Regions from separate parts of the Rattus norvegicus genome. Here all the other regions are linked to region 3. A link is a contact called in public Hi-C data. All regions are on one chromosome and are shown on one strand. The core of a region is the stretch at or near the end of the contact, and the rest is flanking DNA. Distances in the headings are between cores, read along the strand shown.

What was found. A called contact is a pair of places that touch in the nucleus more often than the background predicts.
Region 1: a contact with region 3 is called in a Hi-C map of frontal cortex, with 2.8 times the contacts expected there. The contact joins the enhancer-like site here to the promoter of Mrps10 in region 3. A contact is called at or near these places in 3 of 12 Hi-C or Micro-C datasets (the Rat2 cell line, frontal cortex and mammary epithelial cells) and 1 of 1 datasets of contacts at active chromatin or transcription factors (oligodendrocytes).
Region 2: a contact with region 3 is called in a Hi-C map of liver, with 6 times the contacts expected there. The contact joins the promoter of Bysl here to the promoter of Mrps10 in region 3. A contact is called at or near these places in 8 of 12 Hi-C or Micro-C datasets (Schwann cells, frontal cortex, kidney and 3 more).

Annotation. Positions count from the first base shown.
Region 1 is chr9:21,342,703-21,346,804 of GRCr8, forward strand. It overlaps a transcript of Trerf1 not described here. Among named protein-coding and RNA genes, the nearest start is that of Ubr2, 140 kb to the right of the region's middle. Within about 2 kb of position 1,884, at least 19 of the 93 cell types and tissues checked have an H3K27ac peak or open chromatin away from gene starts, as enhancers often do.
Region 2 is chr9:20,878,653-20,882,537 of GRCr8, forward strand. It overlaps Bysl (bystin-like), which reads left to right and starts at 1,689. Exons shown (of 7, transcript NM_182674.3): 1 at 1,689-2,021. The coding sequence starts at 1,757. It overlaps Med20 (mediator complex subunit 20), which reads right to left and starts at 1,359. Exons shown (of 4, transcript NM_001013178.2): 1 at 1,233-1,359. The coding sequence starts at 1,246.
Region 3 is chr9:21,119,672-21,123,966 of GRCr8, forward strand. It overlaps Mrps10 (mitochondrial ribosomal protein S10), which reads right to left and starts at 2,782. Exons shown (of 7, transcript NM_001389252.2): 1 at 2,702-2,782. The coding sequence starts at 2,749.

The DNA.
Region 1 (4,102 bases), core at 634-3,133, 220 kb after region 3:
CCCCAGCCCCTAGAATCATGTTTCTATTCCCACCACTAGACCCTGAGCTCCTCTGTTTCATCCAGATGGTTCCAGTCATTGGTGCGACCCTGGTACACGGCAACGACCCATAAACATTTGATGAACAAGTAGTGGAGAGGGTATCGATTGACCTCTCTCTAACGGGGACCTGAGACCTCTCTTGGATCTCTAGAAGGAGAGACCTTGGTGAGCAAGCGTCCTCATCACTCTACCTATAGCTCTCCATCAGCATCCGGGGTATCTGCGGGTATATCTCAGAATCTATGGGTCAGCTCAGAACAAGTGACTCCAGAATCCAGTCTCCTGGGTCAGTCCCGGGCTTGGGCGCCAACTCCATCGCTTACCATGTGCATGATCCCAGGCAAGCTACTGCAGTATAAGCTGTGCCTCAGTTTCCCCAAGGGGAAGAAACGGAACGTTGCATCAGCCCTTACAGTGAATGGTTAAGTATGAAAGGACTAAGCTGCACAAGGCCCGAAACGGAGCGCTCCATAAGGGTGCCAGTATTAAAGAGGCAGGGAGTATGCAAATTCCTGAACCCCCATACAGGCCACCCTCCTGTTCTCTGGAATGCAAAAGATAAAAATCCAGCCTCTTACTCACAAAGTGTCACCCAAATGCTCCACTTGTTCCCAAGAGAATTTATTTTAATTCCTTCTAACTTCAAAATGACGCGGTCCCCGCTGCATTCGGTCCCCACTGCATTCGGGGTGGCAGGGGCGAGGAAGGAAGCAATGGAACCCGGACCAGCAGCTTCCAAAAGGTTATGAAGCGATCGGGAGGGGAAAGAAAAGAGCGAAGGCAGCCGGGGGTGGGGGGCGCAGGGAAGGTGGAGAGAATTCCCCTGAGTTTCTGCTATAATTGAATACCCCGACTCTCAAGGCAGCTCGGCCACCCCCTCCTCCACGTGGGCTGAGCGCTGCTAATGAGAAAGCGAAGCCTGCCTGCATTACCGCAATAATGATTTCCCTGTTGCATTTTTACATGCCTGCTGCTTTATCATAGCCGAAGTAGACATATATTTTCAATAAATCCTTTCCCTCCCTCACCCCTCCCGAACTCTGAGCTCTCCCCGGAAATGTTGCTCCCCGGGCACCCCTCCTCCCTCCCCACAACCCCTACCCCACAACACAATGAGTTCCACTAATCAAAACAGAGAGGAAAGGGGTGGGGGGGGGAAGAAAAATGGAAAAATCACAGCTGCTAAAAAGCACCACTCGCTGTAAGCCCAAGCCCTCCACATTTTTCTGCAGGAACCGTTTGCTGCTTCAAGGACATGGCGCCCCTCCCCTATCAGAAAGCTTCGGCAGAGTTGCTCAAAGGGGAAGGAGGAGGGGGCGGGTGAAGAAATCTAATATTCCCTCTTTCCTATTTTGACTAAGCCAGCACAGACAGAAATATAGATAAGGCCTTGAATAACTGATTTAACAAAATGTCACTTATCAAAAGGGATGGGGGATGGGACGGTGTTTGCATTCAAGGGCTCTAGTTAAGCCATGCTGCAAGGCCACAGACAGGCAAGGAAAGGAACTATTACCCTGCTCTGATCTCCCTCACAGGCTGAAAACACGGGGCCTGGGTTTCTCCCCACATCAAGAACCAATGGGAAGAAAACCAGAGATTTAAAAAAAAAAAAATTTTTTTTTTTTTAAAAACGGAAAAAAAAAAATCTGATTCTTATATAAGCATGTAGACAGTACCAACCAGCCGCAGGCTGTGTGCAAGAAGCTGGGGTGCAGAGCGCAGAGGTGACCCAGTTCTGCCCTCCCCAAACTCAGTCTAGAAGGGGCAAACTTGAGCAGGGTGATTCTGCAAGCCAAGTGCTGCTGGGGTCCCAGGACCGTGGCCTGCAGGCCTTGAGAGTCCTGTCCCAAGATCAGGCAAGGCACGCACAGACATCCAGATACCTACGGAATGGGAATTTATGAGAGATATCATCAGATCTAGAGTGGCTCACAATGAGCTAAAACTATTCAAAAGAAGGGAAATCTTGGGGTCCTCATGGTTCAACCTCCGACAGTCATATACTTACCCAGCCAAGAAGGCACAGAAAACCAGCTGAGAGTTCTGTGAGCCAGCCTCTATTTCGTTTTAAGGGTGGACTGCATCTCCTATGGTTGTGGACTTTGGGAGACACTCAATTAACACTCAAATTTCCTTGGATATCAACTCTTAACCCTCTTCTTTTTCTTAAAAAAAAAAAAAAAAAAAAAAAAGGCCTTGCCCATGTTATGGTGACACGTCCAGCATCCATCCGAGCAGGGCCTTCCCCTAAAGGGTAGGGGTACGGTAGATATGACTAAGCTATCTGCACAAGGGAAATTAGTGTTTCTCAGGTAGCAAACTGTCTAGGGCCCTGTGATGTCTCAGGGTCAGAGCCTGTCCCAAGACATGAGGCGGGAGAACCTTTCCAAGTGGTCCAACCCAGGGAACTAGCTGCCGCATTGTCAAAGTCAAATTTTGGCCTTAACTGCAAGAAACCAGAAAGCTGTGTGCGCCCAGAGTAACAGAACCCAAAGCCAATGTGAGTTTCAAAAATGTTACATTCCGTCAGGGGTGGGGCAGAGCTGGAAAGGTGGCTCAGTGGTTAAACACAATACCTGCTCTTGCTAAGGACCTGAGTTCAATTCCCAGCACCCACACGGCAGCTCACAATCATCTGTAAGTCCCATTCCAGGGGATCCAGCACCTTCTTCTGCCCTCCAGTGGGGCACTGATTGCATGTGGTCCACAGACATACACACGGGCAAACGGCCATACCCATGAAAAGACAAGTAGATAAACATGTGCTGTTCACACGTGGTCTTTGGAGGACCAGGGTCACTGGAGTGTTAAGCCCTAACACCCTTTCAGCCCCCTTGACGCTGTGACTACGTTTGTGCTGCGTTCTAGAGCACAGGCCATTCATGGTGTGGCATCAAAATGAGCATTGGTTGCCAGCTACACGTGTGGCTCTCAATCCCTTTCCTCCCCTTTCCCTTTATTCTGGAGTCAGAGGTTTCAGTCAATATGTGCGGCTGTCTTTGGCTATGGGGCATCTAAGCACTTTCCACTGCTGTTGGGAGCTATCAGTAAGACAAGCCAGAGACCATTGGGAACCTCAAAATCCTAGGAACTTCACGTCAGTCAGTGTGTCGTGCCCATCCTCGTGAGGTATCGTGCACGTCCTTGTGAGTTATCTCCCTCTCCAGTAACACCAAACCACATCCTGCTGTTTCAAACAATATGCATTCCCCACATAAATACAGGAAGACGCTCCATCCACGGTGCGACAAAATCTCTCCGGCAATCCGTGGCAGTGAGGCCAGCGTAGTCCTAGCTCCTATGTTGGGTGTGGTTCAAGTTTTTCACCGTGAAAACCATTTTAAAATAAGTAAGTCAAGCCTCACCTTCTACGGCGGACAACCGAACTCCAAGTGTGCGGGGTGGATTTTTTAAGACTGGAAATGACTTTCCAGTGTCCAGTGAAGGTCTGTTTTATGCTAGATTCCGTTTTGTGCCTCTAACATTACCGAAGACAGACAGCTCTGACACGGAGGGCCAGAGAGATGGCTCAGCAGGTCAAAGTGCCTGCCACCAGGCCCAGAGAGTTCTCTCCTCTCTGGGACCCACAGGGTGGGAGAAGAGAACCAATGAAGTCCTACAATTTGTCTTCTGACCTGCACAGATGTGTGTGACTCGCACACACACATGTACGTACACGCAAAATAAATAAATGTAAACACAGGTATATGCGCATCTGGAGCCACAACCAGCCTTCCTGAGTAAGTTCCAGGTTCCCCTGCACCTGACTCACGGGGTTCTTTGAGGAACAAACCAACCTTTCTTGTCCCTTTAGGGAGCCAGTCTCACTGACTGCCTTCAGAGTTCGATTGGCATTTCTCAGCCAACATTTCTGGTGCCCGACTTGGGGCCATGAGAGCAGTCTTGAAAACGATGGAACAAAACCCCAAACAGAAAGCAGCTACAGGGAGGGAGCGAGAGTGGGCGAAGCGGTTTTAGGAGAGGCTCTGGGAACTAGGGAAAGAGGTTCAGGTTTCACATCCGAAACTGAAGATGGGCTGCAGAATAGGCCATCACG
Region 2 (3,885 bases), core at 439-2,938, 240 kb before region 3:
GTCATTAAAAACTGTTCCAATTACCAAACTGACACACTGTGACACACATTCCAAGATTCTGAGAAAGTGGAACTGATACTAGAAAGCAAGAAGCCCTTTTCCCAGGGACTGCCTTCTCTATACAAAGACGCAGGGTGGGCAGGCATTGGTGGAGCACTCCTGTAATCCCTGGTGCAGGAGGCAAAGGCACGGGAGTCTAAGTTACATACACAGCCCAGAAAGGTGGCATTGGGGGATCTCAAATGACTCTGCTGTGATCTATTTTCACTGTGGCAGAGATGAGGCTCCTGGTGTCAACTTTGGCAAGCGCAGTTACTAAGGAGCCTACAAGAGCTCTCCTTTCCAGAGCAGACCTGTGGCCCCTGACTTCCTGTACAATGGCCCCCAAGCTTCTTTAATCGGAAAGAAGCGCACCAGTACCAAGATTTTAAGTGCTGAGGTCTAGTACTTTGAAATTAATACCCACAAAAGCACGGTGCCCAAACCTTACCGACTGCCTCTTTTTTTTTTTCAAGTGAGACTTAAGACATGTTTAAGATAAAAGTCGATCAAAACTGTCTCAAGCCCAAGTGCTGGTGGCAAATGCCATCACCAAAGCACTCAAGAGGCAGAGGTGGGCAGATCTCGGTGAGTTTGAGTCCAGCCTGATCTACAGGCCTCCCAAAGCTACTCACAAAGAAAACCCTGCTCAAAAAACTGTCTCAAATACGTTAGGGAGTGGTTCATGAATAGTTAATATGCCTGGTACCCCGATCTCCAAACTCCCAACAGCTCCTTTCCCCTACCTTTGTCACTAGCCCCAATATCTTAAAGTGGCCAGTTCAAAGTCAGGTGCTATAACTGCAAGCAGAATACACAAGTCACTTTCTCCTCGCGCCCCTTTTTATCCCTTCCTCCGAATATCTCCTAGTCTAGAAACCTTATTTCTAACCGCTGGATTCTAGTTGCGACGGGACAAGGCCTCAAGGACAGAAAGAGGTACCGAGAAAAAGAAGGTCCAACAACTCTTGGCGGGTTCTTGGGATGAAGTGCTTGCTTTGCCAAATTGTTATGCCTGGGAAGGGAGAACCCGCACTCGGGTGTCCCCTGATCCACACAACCCCAGGACATCTTGGTCAGCCCTCGAGGAACCGAGAACCTCGGTCAAAATCCCCCTCCCCGGGCCATTACAGGCTCACAGACACCTTCACGACCCCACAGCCCCCCCCCCGCAGAAGCCCTTCAAGTCCTACCACGTCACTCCCATGGCGAAGGGTCAAAAGGTGGTACTGCCAAATACTCAAACTCAGAGAATCCAGACCTTCCCACGAGAGGCAGCCCCCTAAACACAGGAAGCGGTCGTTGACCGGCCTCCGGAAATGCGTAAATACTGAGCGCCAGGACGACACGCCCACAGGGAGAGGCATCTCTGGATACACCAGCGGTGACATTTCTAGTACGTCATCGACCCGGCTCCGCCCCCAAAACATACAAGGGGTTGACAACACGCCCTAGGCTACTTTCATGAATTCTGGAAAAGGTGACTCGAACATCCACCTCTTTCAGTGAGATTATCTGAGAATTTGGAGACTCCTGCTCCAAGCCCCGAAGCTCTTCTAGAGATGGCGATATATGAGGAACTTCCGGCCTCCGAACGCTGGGGGGCACTGTGATGCCTCAGTGACCTCTTGGAGACCGGAATACAAGGCGCAAGCGCAGTCTCGTCTCTTAGCCGGCTTCACACGTGTAAACTTTGTGGGCAAGTTTTTCGACAAAAATGCCCAAATTAAAGGTGACACGTGGGGCCAGAAATCAAGAGAGACATGCACCTCTGGCGGAGCAGATTCTGGCTGGGGACGCAGTGCGTGCGGGGACCCGAGAAAAACGGCGGAGACACGGGGTCGAAGAGGAGGAAGAGTATGTGGGACCCCGGTTGAGCAGACGGATTTTGCAACAAGCCCGGCAGCAGCAGGAGGAGCTCGAGACTGAACACGCGACTGGAGATCGGCCGGCAAAACCGCGAGAGCGCGCCACGCGGCTGGGTGAGTGACAAGGGGTGGAGTGGTGAGTTGGGCCGGTCTGATACTCTCCATCGGAATACTGGGTTAGAATTAAAAAGAGTAGGCGGCTTAACTTTCCCGCGTGGTCCTTCACTTCCACTCCTGGGTTTCGGGATCCAGACTTAAGCCAACAGAATGTGATCTCTCACACCAGTTCTAGCATTTATTTATTCTCTGTGCGTTTGAAGTATCTGTGGGCTGCCTGCATAGTGCTTTGAGCTGTGTTAAGTTTTTAGGCAGTTCTGATCCAGAAATAAGATCTTCATCACTCCTGATGGCACCGGAAGTGTAGCTCAAGGCACACATTAAATAGATAATTAGAGTAATATATTCCAGGCAGGAGTGGCGATGCTCACCTGTAATGCCAGCACTCCAGAAGCAAGGCAGAAGGCCTCCTTGAGTACATAGTAAATTCCAGATTAACCTCGACTACATTACATGATAGAACCCTATCTCTCAAGAGAGGGGGAAAGATATTTCTGTTTAAACAAAAACAGATGGACATTAATTCTGTATGGTGGGTATCCCAGGTTTCACGTCCTTCTAGTAAGATCTGAAAAGCAAGTGGGAAGTGTTCCAGTGATGAGGGAGGGGAACGAGTATTGTTCAGAAGCTAAAAGTGGGGTGGGATGGGTGGGTAGATGCTTGGTAATCTGTCTCACTGGGGAGGAACTGTCGTTGACCTCCAGTTGCTTAATCTTCCATTCCCATCTGTCCTAAAAGCAGTGTTTGAATGTGGCTTTAGGGCTACAGCAGCTTTTCTGAAGTAAGGGCTCAAGGAGCCCAGGCTGGCCTCAAACTCTGTAGGGGAGGATGACCTTAAACTCCTGATCTTGCCTCTGTTTTCCATGTGGCATTATAGGTGGTTGGCACCACGCCTGCCCTTAAAAACATTTTGTAACTGAGACTGGGTCTCCTTCAGTTGTTCAAGCTGGACTTGAACTTGCCGTGACCAAGGCAGGCCTTGAGCTTATAGATCCTTCCGTGATGCTGTCAGCAAATTTCACTCTGAAGCCATCTGTTTGATGGCTGCTTCCAGATTTTTCTCCCACGTACGTAGTTCGTCCAAGAGGCTCACATCTTTATTTCCAGTGGTCTTCCTGACAGCTCCAAGTTGAAGACTGGTAGCTGTCGATAGTTGAATGTGTCCACACAGAAGTTCTGACTTCCTTCCCAAACCTGCTCTCTGTTGGCTACACAGAGTTTGTTAGCATGTTAGCCTTCCACTGCTCAAGGCACAATCCAGTGTTCTCTTTCTCACTTCACAGTAAATCCTGATGGTTGTGTCTTTAGAATATATCCAGAGCCAGACCACTTTCCATTAACTTGGAACGCCTCCTGTTTTAGCTACCACAGTCTCCCCTGAATCACTGGGAGAGCATCATAATTTGTATTCTGTAACCTCTGTGGTCCATTCAACAGCTAGAGATCAACAGAATCCTATCTAATCTGCCTCTGTTTCAGGTCTAATCACAAAGTAAGGAGGGGATAAGATAATTCAGCTGGTAAGGAACATGACTTGAGACTCTTGACTTCCACCTACAACAGCTTGTAGTCCCACAGTGTTGAAGACAGATCTCTTGGACCCACTGGGCAACCAGTGTAGCCTAATCAGCTAACCCCAGGTCCCAGCCAGACCCTGGTTCAAAAACAAGGTCATCAGCTCCCGAGAAATAATAGTCAAGATTCCCCTCTGGCCTCTATGATGCAAGGGTTCACTCATATATAAAAAACTAACAACAGCAACAACAAAACACCCCACAAGTGTCAGCATCTGTCTCCTAACCTCTTTTATTCCCCTACTTATCTCATAGCACTTGTCTTCTTTTATTTAACATGTATTTTG
Region 3 (4,295 bases), core at 1,532-4,031:
ACCAGATCCGCTCGGCTAGGCATACTGGCACGTGCCTTTGATCTAAGCACTCTGGAGGTGGAGTAGGAAGAGCCATGAGTTCAAGGGCAGCCAGATGTACAGAGGACTCATTTGTTCCAGAAACAAAACAGAGAACAACAAAAGTCTTTTAAAATTACGTGTTTGTATAATCTAGTCTTTGCTTGGCTGAAGCACCTTGCTTGTAAATTACACAGAATACAGCACACACGTTTATACCCATCATTAACTCCACAAGCTGCCCTAACGCAGCATTGCACAAATCCTTTAAGTGAGCGCCCCCTTGTGGAAAGGAGGCAAATGGTACTGTTCAGATCTCATAGTTTCTTAGCCACCCAGGCTTAACCTTGAAAGCAGCAATATAAATTCTTTAAAAATACAACAAAGACAAAAATAACAGGGAGGCACAAGTAGAGGAATTAAAACAACTAGCGGGTACGTTACAACAGCCTCTGTTCTCTGTAATGAACGCCTTTAACCCTGTCATTGCAAGGCGGGAGGATCTGTGAGCTGGGGGCCAGCTTGGTCTACAGAGCAAGTTCCAGAACGGCCAGGATTACAGAGAGACCTCGCTTGTTTCCTTGCTCTTATGCTGGGACACACGTTTCCAGCCTTACTTGGCTTACAAGCAAGGACACCAGGCTCAGTGTAAGAGCATGTGTCGTCGTGGCCCTCACACTCAGACAGTAAGCTCTCTGACACCAGCGACCCAAATGCTAAGAAGCACATTTCCTGGTCACATTCTGAAATGTCTGTTGACTCTGAGGTGGGGGTTGCGTGCCTTCCGACCTGGCCTCCAACTGGAGAGATGGGGATGGCCTGGAGTCTGCCTCCCGAGGGTTTGCTATGAACCACTGCCTGCAGCTTTAACTTTTTTAAGGGCTTGGGTGTGTACAGATCTGGCTGGATAAAGTTTTTCTCACAAGTGCAACACTTCCTTCTCTAGCATCCTAGTTTTCTTTTAAAAAAAAATTCTACATTTGTATGGTGTTTCTACATTCATGTACATGTATGTGCAAGTGTTTGGGGGCTAGAAGCTGTCATTCTCTGTCACTCTGCACCTGCTTACGGTAGGATCTCACTGCTCCCAGGACTCAAAATTTTCTTGGCTATTCTGGAAGCCAAAAAGCTTCACTGGACCTCCTGTGAACCCCTGGAGCTGGGTCACAGGGGGGCATGAGTGACCCTCTTGATAGCCTGGTGCTGTCACCTGAACCCCAGACCTCATGGTTGTGCAGCAAGTGCTCTTAACCACTGAGCTATCTCACCTCTCTAGCTCTCATGTCTTTTTCTTAGGATCAGTGGTTATACAAGTGTGGGCTGGGACTGCCCATGAATCCTTAAGACACTCTCAGAAAGCCTGAAACCAAAACTCACTAAGAATTACTCAAGGCTTTTCTGCTTCCATCCTCTGGCTGGTGTACAGTGGAGTCTTACAAAGCTGCATGAGTTGTACTATATGATAAAAGATGGTGTGCAAAAACAAATAAGAAAGCCGCTTCTGCCGTGAGGCTGCATACTGAGGCATTACTCTCCATCAAACTTGCTTTTGCTTTGGGAAGCAGTCTTTCTAAAGTGTTAACTAATTTAACCTGGGAAGATACAGAGGCTGAAGTGACCGCTCACAGTTCTTGCAGAGGACTGGAGTTCCACAGAAGGCTAAGAATGGGGTTCAGTGGCAGGACCTTTGTCTGGTGTGCGCAAGGCCCTGGGTTCAGTCTCTAGTATAAAGGATAAACGTTTTTGTAGACACAAGTTTACGGAGCCCACTCTGGTTCTGAACTCTGTATGTAGCTGAGAGTGATTTTGAACTTCTGATCCTCTTGCTTTGACCTCTCAAGGGCTGGTGTGACAGGTGTGGGCTGCCGTCTCTGGGTTATGTGCTGCTGTGGATCCAACCCAGAGCCAGCTTTAGGCATTGAGGTCTCTAGCAACTGAGCTAGTCTCAGCCCTTCCTTTTTAAAAAATCGTTTATTTTGAAGACAGGGTCTCAATTTGCAGGCCAGGCTAGTGGGCAATCTTCCTCGTGCTTTACAAGTAATCCTATTAGAGGTCCAGTTCTGAGCTTTGTTTTCAAAAACCACAAAGGTCTCGAGGCCAAAGTTCTTGAGACCGCCTAGTTTTTGTTGTTGTTTAATTATTTATTTTGCGACAGGATCTCAACATGTAGCCTGACTGTCTTCGAACCCAGAAGTCCGCCTGCCTCCTTTCCCCAGTGCTGTGATTCACGCCGTGCAACATCAGGCAAGTTTTCCTTCTTCAAAGAACCTCTTGAGGGAGATCTAACCCATTCCTGGGGCCCTTCGAGTCAATCTCTCCAACCCCTGAAGGCGAGGAGGACCTCTCAATGTAACTCCACGCGAGCTTTCTGAGTCCAGCTCCGGCTCAGCACCTAAGTATCCGAGTATTCCTGTCTTCTCTAAGCTCAAGGTTCTCACTGCCCTTTCTAACGTGAAGGGAGGGCTTCTGGACATATTTTTCTCATCTTTCCCGCTCTGACATTCTATAGTTCTAGTTCCTATCTTGTCAATTTGAGTCTCTCGGGGGAAAAAAAATCAGCCCTTATCTTGTCCCTTCCTAATAAAAACTATGGAGGAACACTCCGAGCCGGCCGGGTAGAGGGTAGCAGCGGGACTCGGCGACGGCGCCTTCGGCCGCCAGGGTTTCCCGACCACCCCTTTACCTGCTGCAGGCGCCGGCAGACAGCCACACACGCTGCGCGCGCCGCCATCTTGGTGCCCTGACCTCCCACGATCGCTTCCGGGATCACAGCCGTGCCCTCGAACCATAGAGTTCGAAAAAGAGAGAGTGTCTCCTGTGTTCCGGCACTGAAACAACCATAGAGACGTGGCCCCTTGATTTTGTTTTTTTAATTTAAATTTCTACTTTATTATTTATTTACTTGTTTATTATTCACGCATTCATTTAAGTTTTTGAGTGGATGCGTCGCTTTCGCCGTCTGGATAAACTGCCAGGTTCTATCTATATGCTATATAGCCTAATTATATTTGTCGTGGGTGTTTCTTGTTTGTTTGCTTTGAGACGCACACAACAAAACGCATACTTGGAAAGGAATTTGCTGTTACTACTGAGTCCAAATTCTAACATTTTACCTTATTGCAGAAGCCATTTTGTTGTTAAACTTTGTTCACACCGTCGGAATGCCAGGCTTGTTAATGGATATTTCTAAATTGTGTTTTTCAAAATGCCTTCCCATGCATTTAACGTAATGGAAGCTCCACACTTAGGAGCTCTGGTTTCTGTTTAGGTGGGTGACTTGATCAACTTTCTTCCATACTCTGAACCCATTTTTTTTTTTCCATTTGCCAAGTAGAGAGGAGGACAAAGCAGTAGAGGATTAAATGAGATTAAATGCTATATGATAAACTCATCCTGAATTTGTGGCATCTCTTCTACATCCTGGCTCTTAAAAGGTTATTGGGAAAATGGATAAGGATCAATTTAATGAGGACGATACAAAGTATCTACCTTAGTTAGGGTTTCCATTGCTGTGACAAAACACCATAACCAAAAAGCAAGCTGGCGAGAAAAGGGTTTATTTAGTTACACTTCCAGATCATAGTATATCATTGGAGGAAGTCAGGACAGGAACTTAAGCAGGGCTGGAACCTGGGAGCAGGAGCTGATGCAGATGCCAATGGAGGGCTCCTGCTTACTGGCTTGCTTCCCATGGCTTGCTCAGTCGGCCTGCTTATAGAACCCAGGACCACTAGCCTAGGGATGACAGCACCCACAGTTGCCTGGACCTTCCCCCATAGATCACCAATTGAGAACATGCCTTACAGTTGGATCTCATGGAGACACATCTTCCACTGAGGCGCCTTCCTCTCCAATGACTCCAGCTTGTGTCAACTTGACACACAAACCCAGCTGATACAGTATCTCTGAAAGACCCCCTCCCAGAAAGGGAATTGTACAAGCCCAAGGCCCTCAACTATAGAAATAAAAAGTAAGTTTTTAGATATGTGGGACAAGCTGACCCATCATTTAGACGAAACAGACCAGAAAAGAAAACAAAATGCAGAAACCAGACTAAATTATGGGCACTGCTCCATGGGCCACCTGACAGGAAAAAGAAAAAGTCCCTGACCCCCCGGAAGCCCTGACTACCATGTACTTTTTGCTAACTCACTGTTATGATTATAGCCAAAATAGGTAACATACACGTATGCCTCATTTACTCCACCAATCACATCCCTGTAACCATGCATCTGCTTCTGTAAGCCTGCTTCTGCTCCCAATACACTATAAAAACC